Regions from separate parts of the Mus musculus genome. Here all the other regions are linked to region 3. Evidence: chromatin contacts called from public HiChIP or PLAC-seq and promoter capture Hi-C data. All regions are on one chromosome and are shown on one strand. Each heading gives the region's core, a stretch centred on a gene start, on an enhancer-like site or on the middle of the called end of the contact. The rest is flanking DNA. Distances are from core to core; before and after follow the strand shown.

Region 1 (3,126 bases), core at 342-2,841, 1.0 Mb after region 3:
TAGCCTACCAATATGCCCAGTACTGTGAGGGTCTCTAGAGATAAAACGGGTCCTACAGCCAGAGAGTAGAAGATCTGAGGAGGACATAACCCAGGAAATGAGTCTGAGTAGAGCGGGGTCTACAGTCCCTTCCTGAAGGACCTTCTGCAGTCCAGGACCAGGATAAGGAGGCCCAAGGTCAGAGAGGACCCAGTGGGTCAGGAGATTTAAGAGGTTTGGCAGTCTGAGAAGAACTGGGCATGGGGAGGAAGAAGATTTGAACACACCACAAAGGGTTGAGGAGGAAGGACTGAAGGGGACAGAGGTCTGAACAGGTCAGAGATCTGAGGAAGATACAGGCTCAGATCCTCAGAGCAAACTCGGTTGGTAGCCCACAGCCCCGTGAAAGTTGGACGAGCCAATCGTAGCCTCCGGTCTGAGAAAACTTTAGCAAGATTTGGGAAAAAACGTCTTAGGGGGATGGAGATCCGAGACACATCAGGGGTCTGAGGACCATATCTGAAGAGGCCAGGGGTCTGAGGAGCACCAGGATCTGAACAGGAGAGGGGTTTGAGAAGGACAGAGATCTGAATACCTCAGGGTCTGAAAAGGAGTAAAGGCAGAGATGTGAACAGGACAGGGGTCTGAGGACGCTGGCTCAGGGCGCACAGAGCAGACACCTCTACAGCTCGCAGCACCACATCTGAGGAGAAAACTTTTCACCAAGTTCTGGAAAAGGCGCACGTCGCGACAAGCGCTGGCCGAGGGCAGTCGCACGTCAGCCGGACCCCAGCCCTCCCAGCCGCCCTCTCAGACCTCCCTGCCTGGCCGACGCAGCAGCAGGTGGCAGCGGTCAGCCATCCGCAACCTCTCAGCTTGACCCTGCAGAGCCCCCTCAGTACCCGAGCTACCGCAGCTCCAACGCCATCTCCCCGGCCCGTGGCCCGCAGCCCAGGCCCCGTGGGGCCCGCAACTCGCTGGGCTAAGAGCGTAGACTCCGCAGATGCCCAGCCTCAGCAGGTGCTTGCCGGCCGCCCGCGGCTAAAAGCAGCCAGCGCCAGACCCCACCCCCGCCACGCCCACGCCACGCAGCCACGCCCCCACAAGGCTGCTTCTCTTCCCTTCCGCTGAGCCTCTTTAGCCCAACACCCAACGCAAATCGCTCGCTCCCAGGGCCTCAGGCGTACCGCCACGCCCCGCACTCCAGAGCCACGCCCCCGAGAGCTCACTAGCCACACCCCACGCTCGTCCCTAGTCACACTCCGGGGGACAGGAGCGTTACCACGCCCCGCGCTCCCTATCGCCGCCCTCACGCTCCCTAGCCACGCCCCCGCTAAGCTTCCACTGCTCTTCCGCCAGGGCTCTCGCCCCCCGCCGCAGCTCCGTAGAGCTTAGGAGCCTGCTATTTACTACCGCTGCTCCTCCGGCCTGCCAAGTATCCGTCCTGGGTTTCGGGAGTTGTGTCCCTGGCCCTTTTCTGTCCTCAGGCCCAGGAAGGGCTGCAAGGAAAGTTCCGAGAGAGTCACAGTGTCCATACCGGCACCGCAGACGCCTGGCGGAGGCCCCTTACCTGGTCGGCTCCGCCCGCGGCCATCTTGGAAGTGGGAAGTGGGAGGGAGGGGGAAAGCAGCGCATGGGGCTGATCCAGGCGTGGGGAGCCGAGCGGCGGAGCGCATCGATGGGACGCCCCTGTCCAGCAGCTGGGGGAGTCTTAACAGCCCACGGGAGTATTTAGGGGTACACGTGAGCGCAGGTTACAGATCATTGACCTTGGAATGCCCTCCCGGTATAGCCTTAGCCTGTCACCTGTCAAACGGGCTTTTCTGATCACTGTTTCATTGCGCTTAGTGCCTAGCGCTGTAGTTCGCCAACTTTTGTCTTCACTTTAATATTTCAGTATACAACGCCCAGCAGGCTCAGGAGGTGACAAGACAGGGTTCATCATCAGTGTGTTTTGAAAGTTGTGTGATGGTCTCGCTTAGGAACTAGAAGAGGCCTCACTAGACAGCATCTTTCTCTAGCCTGAGATACAGAGATCCACCTATGTATTAAAGGTGTGTGCCACCACACCTGGCTTTATGCACATTTTACCTTTTTAAGTAGCAAAAATTACAGAGACACAATCTATGAAAAAGTATAATTCAGGAGGTAGAAGTCAGCTAGAGCTGAGCAGAGTTAAGCCAGATGTCTATGGAGGATGTCTTCTATCAGGCCAGGTCATTGTGCTGCATTTCCCTTCCTGAACTCACCTGCACTCGTTTCCTAAGCCTCAAAAAGCAGAGACATGAGTGTTTGTTGGATCCATACAAAGGGTACTTGGGATGATTTGGGTTTATTCTAGGAGTTGTCAGACCCCGAAAATTTACAAACACAAACAAGCCCCTTTAAAACCTGACTGCATTTCAGCCAGGAACCATCACATGAGGCTGGAACCATCACAGTCCTACAGGAAGAGGAATTTCCCTGCCCTGGCAGGTACCTGGAAGCAAGCAGGAGGAAATCCATTTGTCTTGGTTACAGTTCTGTTTGTGCTAGCCTCAAAGTTGCAACCTAGAAAACAATGAGTTTGAACTCCTGATCCTCCCGAGTCTACCTCCCCAGTTCTGGGATTATAGGAATGTACCACCACTTTTGTTTCAATTGTACATTCATTTCAAAACATTAGGTGATGGTTCAACCTCTGTACAACTCTCTCAAATATTTTAAAATATTTTCACAAATCTGAACACAGTCCAGAGGAAGGGCTTACAAGACCAAGGCTATATCAAAAGCTATGAAATGCACACCGTCCCCAGGGATGAAAGAAGACAGAGAGAGGTTGGGGGATAGCTCAGTGGCCTGACTTCAGTTCCAAGGAGGGTAGGGAGGAGAGAAGAAACAGACCAAGAGTCGAGCCATATCTGAGTGTCTTGGGTCTGCACATGTGTTGTAACTTTTAAACTTCCACATGGCATGTGCTGTTTCACAAGGAAACAATGTCGGGTCCCACCCAGCCACCTGAGGCCATGAGGTTCTCAGTCCATCACACCAGAGCCTTCAGCTAAATAAGCCCAGCCCTGTGCCTGTTCAATGCACAGGAAGAAGGTCTACCTGAGAGCCTGACAGCATTGACTTTCATCGTGAGACCCATCCAAGTAGGGTGTCTGC
Region 2 (3,060 bases), core at 120-2,619, 880 kb after region 3:
ACAATTTATCTTGGGCTATCTTTAGTTCATTAAATAGATTCCCTGCCCCACTCAGTGTCAGACCTAACAGCAGGAAAAGACGATTAAAATCTTGGTAACACAGTAACAAAACTCTAATCTCCACCAAAGGGCTAAGCTTGCTATCAAATAGCATCTGCGGACTACAGCTGAGATTCCCGTTTGCTATAATCACCTACTTAATGTTTTCACTAATATATTTTATGTCTTGAGTTGTGGCTTTCTTTGTTCTGCTACTATGCAAACGTCCTGAAACTGTTTTCACGTTGGAACACAGGTGTCCTAAAACTGTTTCTGGGCCAGTCACTCATAAATGACTCCAGAATAAACTTATTTCCTATGAGGTGAGAGCTGTGCTTTTTGTGTGGACATGCTCTGCCCCACGCCCACGGCGGGCAAAAGGCAGCATGTGCTGGGGAAATGATTTTTAAAAGAGCGAAATTAAATAATAGAATTTTGGTCCCTTTTTTGTTTGTTTGTTTGGTTGGTTTGGTTTGGTTTGTTTTACGAGACAAAATTTCTCTGTGTAGCTCTGGCTGACCTGGAACTCACTCTGTAGACCAGGCTGGCCTAGAACTCAAGAGATCCGCCGAGAGCACACACAAGCCGTAGTCCACGGACGAAGCGTTCTGTCTCGAGATTTGCGGGAGCCGGGGGGAGGAAGGAAGAAGCTGCACATACCTAGACAGGACAGAAAACGTCCTCCGACAACTCTCAGCTCTGCGACCTCCCCCATAGCAGTGACCAAACATCAGCACCCATATTTTCGAAGCTCTCCTGCACACACTGCTGTTAGTTTTTTTTTTTCTTATGTTGCGTTCTGAGAAAATTGGAGGTGGCCGAAAGTACAAAATCAAGTAACGCTCATCGGGCCGTCCACAGCCAGCCTGTTGACACAACGCGCTTGCGGCATAGTAGAGATGGGGTCCGTCCCTTCCCGGGACACCCACGTTCCGCCCGCAGAAGGTAGCAGGAGCCTAAAGCGAGCACCAGTCACTTGGCACGAGTTCCCGGGTCCCCGCCTAGCGCTCGCCGCCTTCTGCCCGCCCTGACGCTCTTCCTCTTCATTGGCTGTCCCCTGGCGCGACCACGCCCACAGAAGCTCCATTTTCCTCCACTCCTCCCACCTCACCTTTCACCTCCTCACCTTCCGGGGCTCCCAGAAGCCTCAGTCTCCGCCCACCGGAGAAGGAGGAAACAGAATTCCGTCATGACTCGTAATTATTGGTGGAAATGGTCTGTCCATCAGAACAACAGCGGTCACGGATTAGCTAAAAAGCAGCAGTAGGTGGGAAAACCGGTGTAAGGGGCGTCCGCGCATGCTCAGTGTGGGCGCAGTGACGCGACCTCGGGGGCAGTCATGGCGGCTCGGTGTGTGAGGCTGGCGCGCCGCAGCCTCCCGGCTTTGGCACTGTCGTTCAGGTAAGAGAGCTTCACTCCTCTGCGTCGGCCTCACTCACGGCCGAGAGCTCTGGTGGGGGGTTTAGCGGCAGGACTGGTCCCCGCAGGCGGTGCCCGTGCACCCTGAAGTCACATCCTCACCATCGAGTCCCTGTGCCTGTTCTCAACGCGCGGCTGTCCTGGTGTTTACTGTGCGGCACTGCGCGAACTGGGCTCAAGAGACGAGAAGTGGGGACGCTGGGGCGTAAATGCGGGGATCTGGGTGATGCGTCAGGTGGAAGGCTCCGCCATTTGTTTGTCTGGTGACACACGGCACTCTCTCGGGCATAGGGGCACCACCCCTCCTGGAATTGCAAAAGTCAAGCTTAGAAGCGGGAGACTTGCCCAAGGTCAGGCAGCCAGGCAGAAGCCCGCCCGACCAGGGGCTGGGGTTGCTAATCCCTAATCCAGTCCAGGATGTGTACTGCCTGGTTTGTGGGCTTTTTCCACTCACATTCCTTCCCCCACTTTTGCCCTCCGCGGAATGTGAGGTCCAAGGAGCAAGAAAGCCAGTGTGTGTGCAGTTTATTTAGACAATGCCCATTTTTGCCATCTTTACTTTTACCCGTGGCTTCAGGTTTTTGAGTCGCATCTCCAAAGTTAGGCTCAGTATCTTTAGCTTGTTCCCTGCTAGGACCAAGTTTTTGGTTGATTAAAAAAAGAGAGACTTTGCCTGAGTCTTATGGAAACGGAGTGAACGGGAGCTGGCCTTTTCAGCGGGTGAGAGTGAGCAGGCGGATGATCTCGTACTTGTGACTAAAAGATGAAAACAGGTCTATGTTGTGCAAAGCAGGGAGGAGTCTGAAGTATTCCGGGGGAAGCACTTCCTATTTGTGGTGCTCTGTTTAGAGTTGACAGGAAAGAACCCCCATTTCCCATCCCATCCGGCCCTGTCCCATCCCCCAGCTTGGTTCATGTCTATCTCTGAAATTGTGGTTTTGAAGAAAGATGCTCTAGTAGGAAGTCATAACTCCACAGTATCCCATAAGCTTGGCTTCCCTCTTTCCTCCGAGACATAGCCCTAGGAATTCCTGCCCTGAAAGGATCTATACAGCAAAACTGATCTGCTGAAAGGCTGTGGTGGTCACTCCTAGGGGTGGAAATAATTCATAGTGAAGGCAGCCTTCACATTTTGTAGGTTTTTATATTCTTAGCATAATTTTGCTTCTCAGAATTAATTACTGATCTTTCTTTTTTAAACTTACGTGTGTGGATGTTTTGCTTGTATGTGTATGTCCATGTGTATGCCAAGTGCCTTCAGAGTTCAGAAAAGTGTCAGATACCCTGGAACTCTTAGAGTTAGGTAGTTGTTAGCTGGGAATCAAAGTCAGGTCTTCCACAAGAGGAACATGCTCTCAACCACTGAGCCCAACTCTCCAGCCCAGATTCTTAGACTTTTTAAAAGCGTGAAAGTAAAAATAAAATTAAAAGATCACTGCTGGAGCCAGAGAGAGATGGATGGGGCTCATTGGTTATACACTGGCTGCTTTTGTGGAGGACCCAGGTTTAATTCCCATCATCCACACTGGGTAGGTCAGCCACCTGTAACTCCAGCCCCAGAGATCCCACACCTCTTCTGGCTGCCTCTTCAGACTCACTTCC
Region 3 (3,388 bases), core at 388-2,887:
ATCCTTATACCCCTGTTCTGCTCCTATGCCTATGAGCCATCACATAGCCCAGATAACAATGCCATTGTTGCTGAGGAAAACCTTAATTTTAGGGAGTCAATCTCCCCACAGTTCATCTAAACTGATAATTCCCAAGGAAGCAATGTTTTCCTCATGTTAACACAGGAATCTGACTTATTAGCTGTGCTTGGACAGAACTTGTGAGATACATATGAATTCTGTAGTGAGTGAATTCTGTAATGAGGAAACCTTGTTTCTCTCTGGCTTTGGAAAAACAATAGCATGCATGCTTGCAGGCCATTCTGAGCAGCCCTGTGAACTCAAGGACTCCTTGCAATGACAGAGTTCAGGTTGTAAATGCCGGTGGAGACTGACTGCCCATTCAGACTCTTCAGAAAGGCAGAAGACAATCTTACCAGCTGTTCAGGCACTATGAAGGTGACTGGGTAGGAGTGCTTCTCTGTTTCCGGAAACTTCTAGGCTAGACTAGAGCAAGGCATCCAGGGTTGGTGGCTGCTGTCTTCTGCCTTTGCTGCCAGGTTCCCCTGCTTGGTGGTGGGAGGCCCTGTGACAACTGCACCCCAGGTGAGAAGGATGCATTTGTTCTTGGTTTATCTGAGTTTATTTGGTGACTGTTTATGGTGGGAGCAATCATATTCCTTAGGCTGCCCTCCCTTCAGTCATTTCCCTTTGCTATTATTATTATTAATAATTATTAGTACTATTATTAGTAATAATAATAATAATTGTATAGTGTGTGCAGGCACTAATGTACCAGGGAATGTTCCTGGAGATTGAAGGACCTCTTTCTGGAGTCAGTCCTCTCCATTATGAGTTCATGACCCATGTGCAGGACTCCCTACTTTCCAATAGGAAAGCCCCACTGACACCTGTGACTGCAAGTGTGTTCTGAGTCAGAGCCATAAATGCAGTAATTGCTGCGGACAAAGTAGTTATGCAGTAAGGCAAGCAGCTCCCAGCCTTAGCTGGCAGCGGCAGAGTCCACTTGTGTCTGATCCCAATGCCTTAAGTCTGTCTCTGAAACGGAATTCAGCATCTTTCTCTGGCCCTAACTCCATTATCCATCATTTTAGTCCTTTTCAAAGGTATCAGCTGTACCCATGCAGGCACACATTTCCTCTCAGCTGTACCACAATGATGAAAGTCCTGGCTGGACAAGCAGATATTTGCTCAGAAACTCCTAGCCAGGGGTGCGCTGAGCAGTTCTGTAGTGACTTTGGGAATCTGCCAACTCGAGCACTATTTAGGAGTGCCTAGCAAGGAAGCCATCTGGAAAATTAGGAGCAATTCTGAGTAAAGTGCATCTTAATGGATCCGCGGTCCAACTCTCCTGGAAGTGCTCCCAGAGCCACGAGAGGCCTGGACCTAAACACGACAGCTCTGACCGAAGGCGGTTTCTGAATAAGCCCGAAGCATCTAACCCGGGAGAAGGCAACCGGAATGAAATCCTTTAAACTCTAAACCCGGAACCGCATTTGAGCTGAGCTCTCGGAAGCGTCCGCGTTTCCCTGGCGACGGGGCGGCTCAGAATGATGACGCAAGGCTTCAGCCGGCAGCAACCCCAGTCAAGGGAGGGATGATGTCCGGGATGGGGCGGGGTGGGGCGGGGCGGCACCACCAGCTTGCTCCGCCCTCAGAAGTCAGGATATTCCTGATAAATAGTGTCCTCCAGACGCCGGGTTGACTAGGACCACGAATCCCAAGCTGGATCCGGGAGGTGAGGACGTGCCGGGCCCGGGAGATTCCAGACAGGAAGGGTTTGCAGGAGCTCAGGCTGGGGTGACTGCTGGCGTTTGCACTCTGCCTGACATCATACTCGCTAGCGGGAGAACGAACTGACCGCAGCTTTTTACAATCTGCTCGGCGGCCGGGAGGTATCCCAAGACAGAACAAAGTTAGCTTGTAAGTTGAATTTGTAGTGTCTGAGGACTGCTCCCTACTGTGCCCGGGCAGGACACTATTTATACTTCTCAAGTGCATTGTGGACTTAGCGAATTCTTAAGGAAGTGCGCTACCGCTGATCTACACCTGAAACCTTAGTTCTCCGTTTGAGTCTCAGTTGATCCGGCTGCCCTCGAACGCTATCCTCCTGACTCAGTCTTGGCATCATGGGTCAGTCCATTATGCCAACATAACACTGACTCTTAAAAGCGGGACCTAGAAGAGGAACAGAAACAAGGTCAGGTCATCTGCTACTTTGTTGTAAGACTGAAGCAGGAAGGAAATCCTTACCGTAAGGTCAGGTGGTACCAATCTCCCAGGTGTCCTGAAAGTTTCAGTCTGATAACACAATGTGTGATGTTAATGACTCTATGTTGGTTGGGTCTGGTCTGTAGGGGACATCCATATAGGACTTCAGACCAAAACTAGGGCCTCATAATTTTTTATTTTGAATAGACTAAAGGACTGGAGGAAAGTTGTGTCAGAACAGTGATAATGAAACTGTCATTTACCTCAGGAACATCACAAGTGCCTGATTTGAGTCCCAGGAACGTGGCAGACACTGCCCCGTGTGCAGAGTTATCGTTGCTTCTGAGAAACGGGGACAAAGCAGGTCGGTAAGTTCACAGAATTGGTAAACTGTATTATTGAGGCAGCTTGGCTCTGTGGGCTTTGTTTGTTTGATCTGCACCAGTGTGGCTGTGTTGGTAGCCTCATGTGGCTTGGGATCTTTGGGATCTAGACCAAAGCACCTTGCTCCTTTGCCATCGATGTTTTTAATTAAGAAGAAATTCACTTTCTCATTACCTATGAATCTGTGCCAGGGCAGGTGATTTTTGAGTATGAGAACTTTGTCCTCTCCACAGTTGTCACAAAAATGGTTCCTTCTCATTGAACTATTGTGGCATGCTAATTAAGAAGTGAGTGACCACTTGGGAGGCAGAGGCAGGTGGATTTCTGAGTTTGAGGCCAGCCTGGTCTACAAAGTGAGTTCTAAGACAGCCAGGGCTATACAGAGAAACCCTGTCTCAGGAAAAAAAAAAAAAAAAAAAAAAGAAGAAGAAGAAGAAGTGAGAGTGAGTGACAACATGCTCAAAGGTTCCTTTTTTACTCAGAGTCTCATGTAGCTCAAACTGCCTGTAATGTCTGATCCTCCTGCCTCTGCCTCAGAAGTATTTTGATTATGGTGTACATAGTGCCTGGTATGGGAGATATACATATACATATGTGTATACATATCCATGCATGACGTATATTTATATCATACATTTATTTTATGTGTTCACCTACGTGCATGTATATGACTCTATGGGTACAATACCCACAGAGGCCAGGAAAGGGTGGCATCCTTTAGTTGTGAGCTGTTATGTGGGGGGCTCGGAACCAAACCTAGGTCTTCTCCTAGAGCAGCCAGTGATCTTAACCA

The links. HiChIP or PLAC-seq counts read pairs in DNA pulled down with a chosen protein or histone mark. Capture Hi-C pulls out chosen DNA fragments and counts their contacts.
Region 1: an H3K27ac HiChIP or PLAC-seq map of double positive thymocytes shows a contact between it and region 3, with 8 times the contacts expected there. The contact joins the promoter of Tbc1d14 here to the promoter of Acox3 in region 3. A contact is called at or near these places in 3 of 39 promoter capture datasets (liver, neutrophils and pre-B cells) and 3 of 115 datasets of contacts at active chromatin or transcription factors (bone marrow-derived dendritic cells, double positive thymocytes and pancreatic cancer cells).
Region 2: a promoter capture Hi-C map of adipose tissue shows a contact between it and region 3, with 4 times the contacts expected there. The contact joins the promoter of Grpel1 here to the promoter of Acox3 in region 3. A contact is called at or near these places in 15 of 39 promoter capture datasets (the 3T3-L1 cell line, 3T3-L1-derived adipocytes, the C10 cell line and 11 more), 2 of 484 Hi-C or Micro-C datasets (CD4 T cells and regulatory T cells), 3 of 115 datasets of contacts at active chromatin or transcription factors (astrocytes, memory CD8 T cells and pancreatic cancer cells) and 2 of 9 other capture datasets (adipose tissue and liver).

What each region holds. Positions count from the first base shown.
Region 1 is chr5:36,580,806-36,583,931 of GRCm38.p6, forward strand. Tbc1d14 (TBC1 domain family, member 14) reads right to left here and starts at 1,592. Exons shown (of 14, transcript NM_133910.3): 1 at 1,550-1,592.
Region 2 is chr5:36,463,816-36,466,875 of GRCm38.p6, forward strand. It overlaps Grpel1 (GrpE-like 1, mitochondrial), which reads left to right and starts at 1,370. Exons shown (of 4, transcript NM_024478.2): 1 at 1,370-1,440. The coding sequence starts at 1,379. 2210406O10Rik (RIKEN cDNA 2210406O10 gene) reads right to left here and starts at 1,039. Exons shown (of 3, transcript NR_126488.1): 1 at 700-1,039.
Region 3 is chr5:35,581,397-35,584,784 of GRCm38.p6, forward strand. Acox3 (acyl-Coenzyme A oxidase 3, pristanoyl) reads left to right here and starts at 1,638. Exons shown (of 19, transcript NM_030721.3): 1 at 1,638-1,738; 2 at 2,480-2,579. It overlaps 4931431C16Rik (RIKEN cDNA 4931431C16 gene), which reads right to left. Exons shown (of 4, transcript NR_045807.1): 4 at 1-2,178.